Regions from separate parts of the Mus musculus genome. Here region 1 is linked to region 2. The links are chromatin contacts, called in public Hi-C maps. All regions are on one chromosome and are shown on one strand. The core of a region is the stretch at or near the end of the contact, and the rest is flanking DNA. Distances in the headings are between cores, read along the strand shown. Region 1 overlaps Sh2d6 (SH2 domain containing 6). Region 2 has its middle 23 kb from the start of Gm30782.

Region 1 (6,726 bases), core at 3,876-6,375, 230 kb after region 2:
AGCACATAGGCAGGCATGATGCTGGAGAAAGAGCCAAGAGTTCTACATCTGGATTGGCAGGCAGAAGGAAAAGAGAGAGTGATACTGGGCCTGGCTTTAGCGTTTGAAACCTCAAAGCACACCTCCAGTGATACAACAAGGCCTCACCTACCATCAAGGCCATATCTTCCAACAGTCCCACTCCCTGTGAGCCTATGGGAGCCATTTTCACTCAAACCACCCAAAACACGTTGTGTTGCAGAGGGCAACACTGAATTTAACTTTTGATCATCCTGCCTGCACTGTCAGAGTGTTGGTGTCACAGGCCTTTGCAGTGTAATACCATACAATTTCAACATCTAATAAACAAATAATAAGATTCCGGTAGTTCTAGGGATTGGTTCAAGGTTGGGGCAGAGAGAGTTGTGCTTTCTTTAGATGCCCTTTCAATGAGCCTGTAGCTTGCCCAGTCCAAGAAGGGTGGGAGCGGTTGATACAGGATGTACTCTCCAGTACGAGGCATTCATACTCAGCTACCCACAGGTCTAGACAGCTGGGGATGCTGGAAGAGCTCAAGAAAGTGGGTGTAAGGCTACCAGAGAAGGTCAAAGGTGGCTGAGGAAAAAAAGGGTATACTCCAGGTAGAACTGGATAGAGTGGGAAGACCTTACATGGCTCTGACGTTAGAAGTCGGTATGGCCACTAACTGCTTGGGTGTGCCTAGAACTGGAACCAGGTATCCCTGGGAATCCCCAAGTTCATGCAACTCTAAGCAGTAATAAGCCAAGGCCATATCAGAACCCTCTCTAAATAACTTCCTACCCCTGTCAGTCACTGGCCACTGTTGGTGGAGATCTTGTTACTGCTGTTGGGTTTGGTTATTTGTAGTATTGGGTATCAAACCCAGGGCCTTGTGCATGCTAAGCAAGCATTTTATCCTCAAGCTACATGCCCAGCCCTTAGTATCTCTATCAAACAACAGAATAACAACCGTGTGCTGCCATGAGCTAGGGAGGAGCCTGCCTCAACGTTCCCCGCTCAGCCTAAGAGGCATCTCTGGCTTTAGGAGTAGAGGCTTCTGACGTGAGATCTCAGCCTGTGTGATCACGCAGGCTGTTTGCTGCCTGGGTTCCCGAGAACTCGGCATGTGAGTGACTTGGAAATGGACTGGCTAAAGAGACCCTGACTTCTCTGCTCCTTTTTGCTTCCCTCTCACTGAGAGCAAGAGGCAAGGCAGGGAGGCTCCTGGGAGCCTTCTGCCTTAATTTCCAAGCCTGGCAGTCATCCCTGTAGCTGATGCAAGGCCTGGGGTGGGTGAGCTCAGCCTGTCTCCAGCACTAGAAGCCTTTTGTGCTTGCAAACACATCTGCTCACTGTTTCCTATTAGATTTACTCCTCCCTGAAGCAGAACAAAACCACCTAAGGATCTGGAATGTGGTTCTGCTCGGGCTCTGAACATTTCCAAGTTGATCCTGCAGCAGTGCCTCACAGGGGTATGTCCAGTGGAAACAGAGGCCTCCGAAGCCCTCAGGCTCAGGCCCAGAGCTTGCCCCGGCATCCTGGCCTCTTACCTGAGTCGTTCCAGGCTTTTCTCCACTCCCCCTCCCTGCCCTTCAAAAAGATGCAGTTCCCTGTGCATCCACCTAATACGTTCTCCTTTCAATAGATAGATAAATGTGTATTAATGGAAATCTGTAGCTCACATCTGGGAGGGCATTAAGGAAAAAGCACCATGTAGACCGGGGTGGTCTTGAACTCTCTGAAGTTTACCTGCCTTCTGATTCCCAAGTGTGTGTGTGTGTCTGTGTCTGTGTGTGTGTGTCTCTGTGTGTGTGTCTGTGTATGTTGTCTTATCAGAAAAAGAATGACAGTAGCCAGTAGAAACAATAATTATGATATATCTACCTAAAGTTTTCATGGGCCACAGAGAGAGATGATCACAACCAGGCTTTGCCTATTTATAGCTATAATTATTACTAGGTATTAATCATTTGGCTGATAGCATGTATCAGCTTATTTTACACACACACACACACACACACACACACACACACACACACACACACACATATATAGTTAAACATAATTAAATATTACTTTTTTTCCTTCTCACACCAACCCTAAACAGGCATTCACTGTATTCTTTTTTGTTTTGTTTTGTTTTTCAAGACGGGGTTTCTCTGTGTAGGCCTGGCTGTCCTGGAACTCACTTTGTAGACCAGACTGGCCTCAAACTCAGAAATCCGTCTTCCTCTGCCTCCTGAGTGCTGGGATTAAAGGTGTGCACCACCATGCCCGGCTCTGTTTTCTTTTTCTTTTTTTCACTCTTCTTTTGTTTATTTTTTGAAACACAATTTTCCTGTGTAGCCTGGTTGTCTTGCTACTTGCCCTGTAGACCAGGCTGGCCTCAAACTCAAAGATCTGCCTGCCTCTGCCTCCCCAGTGCTGGGATTAAAGGTGTTGCTCCACTGCTGTCTCTCTCTTCTTTTTAATACCCCTCCACACACACCACCATAAAGCTGAGGCTGGCCACAAACTCAAGCTCTTCCTACCTCTACCTCTTGAGCTCCTGAATCATAGGCATGGGTCAGCACACACAGCTTCACTGACTGTTTTCAAAGAGGAGGGCTGGAGCTGCAGCTCAGTGGTGCAGTGCTTATCTAAGCATGTACCAGGCCCTGGGTTGGCTTCTCATCGATGCATGGCAAAGAAACAAATAAAGCCAACATAACCCAGACTCTAATTGGGAAATCTCTGCATGCCTGTAATCTCAACTGCTTGGGAGGCCCAGGCAGGGGAATGGCAAATTCAAGCTTAGTATGGGCAGAATAACAAGAATCATCGCAGCAAAAACAGCTCTCAGTGTTAGATGCCTGTTTAGCATATACAAGCCCCTGGGTTTGATTCCTAGAATAAGCAAGGAGGGAGGGGAGGCAGGGGGTGACCGAGGTCAGGGCTACACAGAGGATGCATGGCTCAGCCACACTTGGACTCTTCTGTACACGTTCCTCTCAGGTCAGCTGCAAGCCTGGATGGTTAACTTAGATCACACTGGGAACCCAGCAGATGTGTTATGGCCTGGGCCATGGCTTTCACATCCTCCCCAGCCGCATACTTCCTGGGCTCACCTAGTCTTTCAGGTCCTCAGTAACAAACCATTTGGTATCTGTCACGCACAGTATCTCTCAAGGACTTGTTCTCTCAGCAGATGACCCTGCCTGGAATTTTCTAGTCTGGCCTGTTCACCTCAGGAAACGTGGTTGAGTGCTTGGCAGGGTCGGCAGTGGAAAGTCAAAGGCTTCCGTCTCCATGGAATTACAGAAATACCCGAAGCCTCCCACTCTCCCTGCATCTGTGCTGGCTCACTGATCTCTGCTGTAGGAAACTGGAGGAGTGCTCCCCCTGTGTCCTCTAATGCTCATACCCTCCATGCTCACACTCCTTACCAGGCCTCCCAGGTTCCTCCAGGCCTGCCCCTGCCATTTTTATTCCTTCACATTTAGAAAGGCAAAAAGCCTGGAAAGATGGGATGGTTGCCAGCCAGCTATAACTGTACACATTCATCTACTCAAAAGGAATTAACTACTGGCTAGTGACGTAGCTCAGTTGGTAGGGTGCTTGCCCAACATTTATGAAGCCCTATGCTTGGTCCCCAGTGTGGAACAAACTGGCCATGGTGACCCATGTCTATTATCTCAATGCTCAAAAGGTGGAGTCAGATGAGTCAGGAGTTCAAGGTCATCCTTAGCTGCACAGCAAGTTTGATGCCAACCTGGGCAACATGAAACCTTGTCTCAAAACGAAACCAAAACCTCAAAGTGTAATAAAACTGTTGTCTTTGAATTTAAAAAAAAAAAAAAAATAGAGCTTTAAGACAATCTTGGCTTGAACTTGCATGTTAAAATGAGTCCATATTGTCAGCTTTGAGGAACTTGGGATAGAATGAATTTTTCAACACTTGTCACCAACTGTCTTCATTGTCCTGACTATCTGATATGGGGATGACAGGTTGGTTCTGGGTGGGTGAAAGGTAAGTAGCAGGGACCAAGGCTAGGAGGAGGGAGAGGAAGGTGGGGAAGGCCAGAATGGGTTGGGTCCCAGGGAGAGAAGACATCTGGATACACATCTGTCAGCTAAGGAGGTGCTAAGCCAGTTCTGGGCCTTGCTCTTTTCTCTTTCAGTGTCTTTCTACGGTGGGAGGAGGCCGCAGCATGTGGAGGTCAGAGGCTAACATAGCCAAGATGGTTCTCTTCTTCCACCCTGTGTCAGCCTTGGCAGGAAACTGACCCACACACTGAACCAACCACCTTGATGGCCTGCTGTCCTAAGGATCATGCTCATTTCTGCCATGGGGGCTCTAATAATTAGGTACTGCCCACACTACCTGGACAGTTTCCCTGATTCTTGCAGGAACAATGAATGAAAGTTACCTCTTTTTTTTTTTTTTTCTTTTGTAATATGTATTGGGGGTTTGTTCTGAGACTGTTTGTACGCAGTTCTAAGTGGACTGGAACTCACTATATAAACCAGGCTAGCTAAGAACTACCTATCTCCTGCCCCAGCATGAAGTACCTTTGCAGCCAATAACAAAAGCGCTCTTAGTTTACCGATAAGGGAGTTCAGAACTCATTTAAAAGGCCTGAAAAGGCTTTTCTGTCTTCAAAGCAGATGAGGGCACCCCAAAGTGCCAGTGGCCCACATCCTAAGTCCGTAGGTGCCTGGAGAAATGGTAGGAGAGAGAGGCCATTTCCACTGCTTGAGCCTAGAAGTGGCCTGGGGTAAAAAGAAATGCTAGGCTAACAGGCCTGGCAGGCAGCAGAGAGTCCCTACCCTCCGCAGGCTGAGATCCCCCCACTCCTGCAACACTGGGCAGGTGCTGTCCATGATCAGACTCCTGGCTTGAGCCTGCATCCTGCTGGGCTTTATCAGTAGCAGTTAATTGACCCGAATTCTGGGCTGGTGTAAGAGAAGGGAGCCAGAGTGTGGCTCATGATGCGCCTCTTACGCAGGAAGGCCCTCACTTAAGCCTCCTAACCGGAGGTCGATGATTGGGCAGGGACAATTATCTTCCCATCTATTACAGCTCAGGGAGGGTAATCTGCCGGAGGGTGATGACGAACGGAGGCGACAGTGCACGCTCCCGCAGCCCACGTGGCCCGCCCCACCCCCTTCCTCGCCAGCAGATCCCTAGGCCCTGGCTTCCGCCCCGGACATCCCACAAGCCTCCAGGTCACGCCAGACTCTAGGTTCCCCAGGAGACGGTCCAGAGGTATTGGGGTGCAGCATGGCACCAGTGGGAACCGTGCCCTCCGTGCCAGCCCCCATGCCAGGCAGCCCCTGAGCTGCCCTTTGTTTCCCGGCCGCTGGAGACTTCTGCGGAGTCATGGTCACGTGGTGCTTCCGGCACGGGGTGTTCCAGGCTCCACGCCAGGGCCCGGAGACACCCCCGCCCTGGGCCAGCCTGTGGGTTGCTGGCTGCCAGCCCAACCCGGAGCCCCTTATTCCCGCTGGGCCCACGTCCTGCCAGGCAGCTCAGCTTTGGGTCGCAGAGCCTCTACCATCCACTGGCCCAGGCTCCCAGCGCCTTTATTCATCCTCTAGGCTTTCATCCAGACTGTCTCCTGGGGTCCTTCCTATAACGCTATAAAGCTAGACATCAAATGCTTACCATCAGCCTCTCTCTCCTCCAGAAACCTTGAGCCTCCTCCCCCCTTCCTTGCCCACGACCAGCAAGCATGAACAAAGGTCAGTTTATTGGCCTGGCCCTTCTCCTTGGCAAAGAATTTAGAAGAATTTAGAAGAACAAAAGCCCGAACCCTTTCCTCTGCAGTTTAGCCTACGAAATAGACCCACACAGCGACATTACTCCATTCCTCTCAGGAAGTATAAGGCCTTCTGGGGAAGGCCGCTATTCTCAGCATACTCTAGAATCCCTCCCCTATGCTGTAGGGATAGCTCAGGGACTATACAACCATTATTGCTCTTCCCAGCACCTACTTTTGGAAACTTACACCTCCTGACCCCCTCGTTCCAGCTCCAGAGTATCCGATGAGTCTGTCCTCTGTGGACATAGGCACTCCCATGCACGTGATCACACACAGTTGTACCTACTATAATACTCAAAAAGGTGTGTGTGCGGTATTAAGAGAGAATTCAGTCAGTAAATGTTTATTGAAAGTATACTGTGTGCTGGGAACCTAGTTCCTCCCAGAAGATGCAAACCACACACAAGAAGTCAGTCTAAGGAGAGGCAGTGTCTCTGAGGAAGCCAGCCTCCCAGGTGGCCATCTTCATGCCTCTCAGTTTGAACCTGCAGAGCTTTTGGGGTGGAGGAAGGCAGGGAAAAGAAAACAGCCTAAAGTGGGAGAGAAAGTGAATGGGGCACACATCACGTGCCTGAGGGGGATCTGTGTGCTGCTGTTTCTTCAGGGCTTGGTGGGGAAGCGCAGGTAGGTGAGTCCCCGGTTGCCACTGTGTCCGTCCACAAGGGGCAGGGGGTGCTTCGTGTAATGCTGAACCATGGCGGCCACAGAGGAGAAGAGCTGGATAAGGCAGGCAGGGCATCTGTGGGTCCCTTAGGCTTCAGTCTGCCAACAACTTTCTAAGGCAACTGTAGGGCCTGGCAGGGGAGCTGGCTGGCATTTTTCTAGATATTTTTTCTTCCCCCCACGCTATGAGACTGAAACGCCGCTCTGCTGTCTGGTTGTGAGCCTGCCACTGCACCAGCATGCTATGCTATTGGCCAGC
Region 2 (6,384 bases), core at 2,088-4,587:
TTTCTGTGGGGAAATCAATCCAGTTTTTATCTTTTCCACTTACACCACCTTTTCCTAGAATATAACCTGCTATGAATTCGAACAATACCTGCTTTCTTTCTTTGCCTTGCTTATGAATGTGCAAGTGTGGGTGTGAGAAAAGCCAGAGTTCCCTGGGACAGGGCAGGGCCCCAGGCTTGGAACAGCTTGGGAAGGGGGTGGGGGTGGGCTGGGGTCAGTGCCCAATGTGGGGAGCTGGGCTATTCTGACCCTCAGCGGAGGGTGCCTCGCCCTTCATCAGCACCACCAGAGTAAGCTGTGCTCTGGGTGTGTGAGTACTGCTTCCATTTTTTTACCTCCTGAATGCCTTGCTGAGGTAGAATCCAGCTGACCTCCTGGGGCCTGCTGGCTTTGCAGACAGAAATGTAACTGCTGTGGGTGAGCTGGTGCTCCTACAGAAGGCCTGGGCTTGGTTCCTTGCACCCACATCGGGTAGCTTACAACTGCCTGTAACCCCAGTTCTAGTGAATCTTGGTGCCCTTTTATGGCCTCCAAAGGGATTTGCACCCACATGGGGTCCATGCAGACAACCAGGCACCCACCAGACATGTAAAGTACATATTTAAAAAGAAAGAAAAGGAAAGGAGGTGACTACAGACTCCTCTGTGCCCCAAGACTGTCAGGTGTCAGCTCTCAGAATCCAAGGCCCCGCATCCACTTCTGCTGGCAACCTCCAAATACCTCTAATAGGTCTGTAATGGAGGGGTGGGGTGGGGTGTGTGTGAAAGGCTGATGTCTATCCCCAGATCAACATTGTGTGTGGGATAACCAGGGCGTTTATGTGCCATCGCTGAGAGTTTGGTGTCAATGGCTTAGAGAACCAAAATGTTGCTCTTCAATGCCCCGCTTCAAGGCCAGGAGGATGGCTCAGTGCTTAAAACACTTGCCATATATGTCTGAGGGCCAGAGTTTGGGTACTCAGTGCCAATTCTGAGTGTCTGTAGCAACCTGCCTATAATTCTAGCCTCCAAAGGCAGGTTGGGGACCCCCAGACAAGATGGCGGGTAAGACAAATTATATCTTCAAAGCCCTGGGTCTGACTGGAAACCCCACCTCATTGATTAGGTAGGTATCTTAGTCAGGGTTCTCATAGCTGTGAGAAGACACATGACCAAAAGCAACTTGGGGAGGAAAGGGTTTATTTCAGCTTCTGCGTCCTAATTATCATTCATCAGGGCTAGAACCTAAGGCAGGAACTGACGCAGAGACCACAGAGGACGGCTGCTTCCTGGCTTGCTCCTCGTGGCTCATTCAGCCTGCTTTCCTATTGGGCCCAGGACCATGGGCCCAGGGTTGGCACCATCTCCAGTGAGCTGAGCCTCCCCACATCAATCATCAGTCAAGAAAATGCCCCACAGACTTGCCCACAGGCCAGTGTGGAGAGGACATTTTATCAACTGAGGTTCCCTCTTCACAAATGGCTTCAGTTGACATAAAACTAGCTAGGCCAGTGGAAGATGGGACCCAGCATCAGACTCCACCCTACACACGTACGGGCACACATACATACATACATACATACATACATAGAGAGAGAGAGAGAAGTAAAATCTTTAAAATGGCCTCCTAAAGGAGTTAGACATTTTTCTATATTAATTGTTGGCAAATAGATTGTAGAGTGTCTTCATTGGAATTCTATTTATTTGCTTGTCTTATGTTGTTGTTGTTATTGTTGTTTTGAGGCAGCATCTCATGTAGCACAAACTCAAACTTGGTATGTAGCCAAATCCTGATCCTCTTGCCCCAACTTCCCAAGTGCTGGGATTACACACAAATTCCAGTACACTTTTATGTAGGAGTGTTTTGTCTGCGTACATATTTATGCATCACATGCATGCAGTGCCCAAGGCGGCCAGAAGAGGGTATCAGATCTGAAATTGGAGTCTTGGGTGTTCATGAGCTGCCGGTTAGGGGCTGAGAATCAAACCTGGGCCCTCTGCAAGAGCAGCGGGTGCTCTTAACCCCTGAGCCACCTCTCAAGCCAGGAGTTTGGATCATTTGAAAAAGCTTTGGATGTGGGCATGCTCTGTCCGGAGACGGTAACTCCAGTCCTCCCCTGCTCTCTCTCCCTGAGGTGGTTTCCTTGCCCACTCTCAACCCTTAGTTCCCATTTTGCCTCTTTGGGCTGTAAAAACTGCTTCGGCCACCGAGGAGCTAGAAGGGTTACCCTTGTTCCTGTGGGCTTGCGTCAGCTGGCCAAGCCTGTGGCTCTCGGGGCCAGTCACATTTATTCCCTAGAATCGAGGACTGAGAGGGAGGATCTCTGTGTAGCTGGGAGCACGTTCTGTTTCCAGAAGGCCTTGAAAAGCTTAATGCAGCCTTGTGAAGAGGCAGCATTGGGGTCATGGATGGGGGTGATCAAAATGGACAACTTTATTTCCAAGGAATATCTTCGCCTGCTGGGAGCTGGGTTCAAAACCTTACTCTCTGGTTCCATGCATCTCTCTCCAAGTCCTTCTACCCCCAGACTCCCCGGGTGGTCACCTGCCCTCAACCAACCTCGATGCTCACTGCCCTCCTACCCACCTTCCTGGCTGGAAACGTAATCCAGGCCCTTGTTGTTCCACCAGGACCCTTTCTGCCCTCCTCCTCGGGCCCCCACTGAAGCTCAGAGCAGCCGAAGGGGAAAGAGCTGGCCTCCTCCGCACAACTTCCCAAGAACACGGAGTCCTCCACCCCCATCTCCGGTTCCCACCTCAGCACACCGCCCCCTCCGCGCTCAGTCCAGAAGTGCGTTAGGACACGTTTGAGTGGACCACTCATGAGAACCATGTAAACAGTGGTTTCCTCACATTCCTGTCGCCTTTGTTTCTTAAGACTGAAGAGTCTAAACTGGAGAGGTCTCCCTCTCCCTCCCCATTCCTTGGCTCTTGCTTTGACCTTGGGGTTAGGGATGTGGCTGGCCTGGGTTGCTGGACTTACACATGGCTGGTTGACTCATGGTCTCCACTTGCCTCTATGCTGGTCTAGGAGTAAGAATTGTCTACGTGACAAGACAGGGCCCAGGCTACAACAGCAAAGTTGCACCCAGGGTAAGTTCTATGCCTGACCATTGTGCTGCCCTGACTCCGCACAGCCGCAGCCACAGCCACAGATGGCCTGCAGGACAAGCCTTCCAGCTCTGCCCACAACTGTCCCAGCCAAGGGACCTGGCTTCTCTTCTAGGATGTGGTGTGGGTCTCAGGGGACGGATAGAACAATGCCAGGCCCCTTATCAGCAGCTAATCCCGGCCTGGCCGGCTCTGGGACTTCCCTTCTCAGAAACACCGGCGCTTATTTTAACACATGGCTAGTTCATGTCTGACTCAGCCCTAATTGCAGACAGTGAAAAGACAATTTCTCCCTAGAGCCACAGCCAAGAGCAAACACCTTCAAGTCCTCCAGAAATGGGCCTGGCTTCCTTCTGCCTCTGTCAGAGGGCTCCTGGTGCCACAAAATGGAGGAGCCAGCCAGAAGCAGAAAGCCCAGAAAGAACTCCTCAGCTTCCATCTCTTTCAGGGTTCAGATCACCAAAGTCCCGAGAAAGCAGGCTCCAGTTTAGAGTCACTCAGCCAGGATGGGATTCCTGGGCCGGTCCCTGGTGCCTATCCTATGTACTTCTAAGTACTAAGGGTGTGTGTGTGTGTGTGTGTGTGTGTGTGTGTGTGTGTGTGTGTGTGTGTGTGTGTGTAAGAACTCTCAGACATTGTCCTTGAGGTTTGTCTCTGTTCATGTTTCTATTCTATACTTTCTTAGGACTTGTTTCCTCTCAGGGATCAAGTGGGGTACATCACAGCAGCAAGAGGGGGTCTCAGGTGCCCCAGGATTGACTTTGTCTAGAAGGGGGAAATATCATTAAGTTGGAATCTCCAAGTAGGCTGGGCACGGTGGTACAAGCCTACAATCTTAGCACTCAGGAAGTGGAGGCAAGAGAGTCAGAGGTTCAAGGTCAGCCTCAGCTACATAGTGAGCTTGAAGCCTGAGATACACGAGACCCAGTCAAAGGAAGAAAGAAAGGGAAGAAGGGAAGGAGAGAAGGAAGGAGGGAAGAAGAGAACCTCCAACCTAAAACAACTTGCTTAGGTGAGCAGGATGCAGGGGCACAGGTGCCAGTGCCCTCCAAGGACATCTGCAGCTCTGGAAATAGAAACCTAGGGAGGAATGGCCTCCAGAGCACGGCTCTACTCCAGGTTTCAGTGAATATTTGTACCAAACTCTAAGTGGGGAACAGGACTGGAGATGAAGCTTGGTGGTAGTATACTTGCCTAGCATGTACAAGGCTAGGGGTCCAAACTTTAGCACATGCACAGAAAGAGACAGAGACAGACAGAGAGACAAAGACAGACAGAGAGACAGAGGTGAAAATAGAGACAGACAGACAGACAGACAGACAGACAGACTCGGGGACTGCCTCTCAGTGCCCCCAGCTCAGTCCAGCACCTTGTTCTGATTCTTGTCATCTCAAACCCAGACTCTGGAAGCAGCTATTTGTGGTCAGAGCCTGTGCCTAACTTAAACTGCAGGATTTGGAAGCCAGAGAGTTCCTTGGTGATTCCCTCTGTCTAAAAGGGCTAGTTAGCCACTAAAGCAGTAGGACCCCTGTTAGCTGACATAGCCTGATCGAGAGCTATGGACACTAGTCCCTGGAACGATAGCACTGGGGGACCAGCCTGTGACAACAGGAAGTTAATGCCTGTGGCCCTTAAGACCAGGCTTTTCAGATCCCCGAAAAGTAGAAATAGAAGCCAGAGCTGCTGCTGCTGCTGCTGCTTCTTCTTCTTCTTCTTCTTCTTTTTTTTCTATTATGGTCAGAAGATTCCAGAACTAGGACAAATTTAATCCACATAATGTGTGTTCTGCTCTTCAGTCCAAAGATCAAATGGGCCTTCATTATCTGACTTACCGAGTGCATAACCAAATATTTCCCTCTTTTCTACCTTGAGTTGTGATAAAGGTCAACATTAGGTGTTTTTCATTAGCTATGAAGATGGGAGAGAAGAGTAGAAACTCTAAACTGATGTTTAAGGGGTCTGAGCTTCAGTAATTAAGACATAGCTTACTTTGTAATTATGCCCCCCCCCACACACACACACACATATGCGCACACACACACTATTCTGGTGTGGTCTTTTGTTATTGTTATTGTAATATTTGGTTTGGTTTGGGGTTTTATTTTAAGATAATCTTGAGCTTCTGATACTTCCTTCGCCTCCTGAGTGCTGGGATATCAGGCATGTGCTGCCACGCCCAGGTCTGTGAACTCCCGATTACACCTACGGCTCGAGGGCAAGCACTTTACCGACTGAGCTACAACCCCAGCTTCACACAGTATCTTTTAAAGGACATCTATATGTATGCTTGCTCTTAATATTTTTCCATTTTCAATAATTACAAACATTAAAAGACATCACACATGGGGCTGGTTCAATGGTTGAGAGCACTGGCTGCTCTTCCAGAGGTCCTGGGTTCAATTCCCAGCACCGACAGAATGGCTCACAGCCATCTTTTAACCCCAGTTTCGGGAGATTTAAGAGCACTGCACACACATGGTGCACAGAATTATATGCAAACAAAACACCCTACACAGAAAAGAAAATAAATGTGAAAAGAAACAACCTTTTAAAAAATCAGAAATACATGGGGTGAGGTGCTGCGGTTGTAGTTCAGTGGAAGAGCCCTGGGCCCCAGCAGGACCACTTTCCCAAATGTTAACGATGTTTCTCCTTGTGCTAGAGATTGTACCTAGAGACTTGGGCAAGCCAGGTTCAGCCCCTAAGCCCCAGCCCTCAACGCTAACATCTTATATAGACACAGCTTAATCAGCAAAACTGAAGTATGAAAAAGGAGTAGAACACTGTTAACTTAGCTCCAGATACTAATTACAGTGCATCAATTGTCACACTGATGTTCTTTTTCCAACCCAGGATCTCAGCTGGCGCTGGCTTGTCTCTGTAGCCTCCAGTGATCTGAGACAGTTTCTTCACTCCCGCCTGTCATGATTGTGACATTTTTGAAGAGCAATGGCCAGTTACTTTGCAGAACGCTCCTCATATTTTGCAAATGTGAGGTGTGTCTGGTATTTTTCACGATTAGATTGTAGGTCTGTACGTTGGGCAAGAACACTACTGAGGAGACATTGTGTCCTCAGTCATCCCAGCACGGGGGCAGGCAGCTGCCTCAGCTCCTGATGACAGAGAGATAAGTACTTGGATTAGGTGGCGCCCAAGGGATGGGTTGCAAGCAAAGTCCCTGTTTCTCCTTTGAAAGTAACATGTTGTGTGAAGAGGCATTTTGAGAATGTGCAATGTCTTTCGTCTGTACTATCCCCACCACTACTTTCAGCTCCAGGAATGAGCCTCTAACCAT

Evidence for each region. A called contact is a pair of places that touch in the nucleus more often than the background predicts.
Region 1: a Hi-C map of pre-megakaryocyte-erythroid progenitors shows a contact between it and region 2, with 5 times the contacts expected there. The contact joins two enhancer-like sites. A contact is called at or near these places in 5 of 484 Hi-C or Micro-C datasets (B cells, Th1 cells, embryonic fibroblasts and 2 more) and 2 of 115 datasets of contacts at active chromatin or transcription factors (embryonic stem cells and pancreatic cancer cells).

What each region holds. Positions count from the first base shown.
Region 1 is chr6:72,507,521-72,514,246 of GRCm38.p6, forward strand. It overlaps Sh2d6 (SH2 domain containing 6), which reads right to left. Exons shown (of 12, transcript NM_001374030.1): 12 at 6,121-6,521. The coding sequence ends at 6,405. Among named protein-coding and RNA genes, the nearest start is that of Sh2d6, 9.2 kb to the right of the region's middle. Within about 2 kb of position 5,126, at least 398 of the 459 cell types and tissues checked have an H3K27ac peak or open chromatin away from gene starts, as enhancers often do. A contact at or near this core is called in pancreatic cancer cells and pre-megakaryocyte-erythroid progenitors, where this site is marked.
Region 2 is chr6:72,274,439-72,280,822 of GRCm38.p6, forward strand. No RefSeq gene overlaps it. Among named protein-coding and RNA genes, the nearest start is that of Gm30782, 23 kb to the left of the region's middle. Within about 2 kb of position 3,338, at least 82 of the 459 cell types and tissues checked have an H3K27ac peak or open chromatin away from gene starts, as enhancers often do. A contact at or near this core is called in pancreatic cancer cells and pre-megakaryocyte-erythroid progenitors, where this site is marked.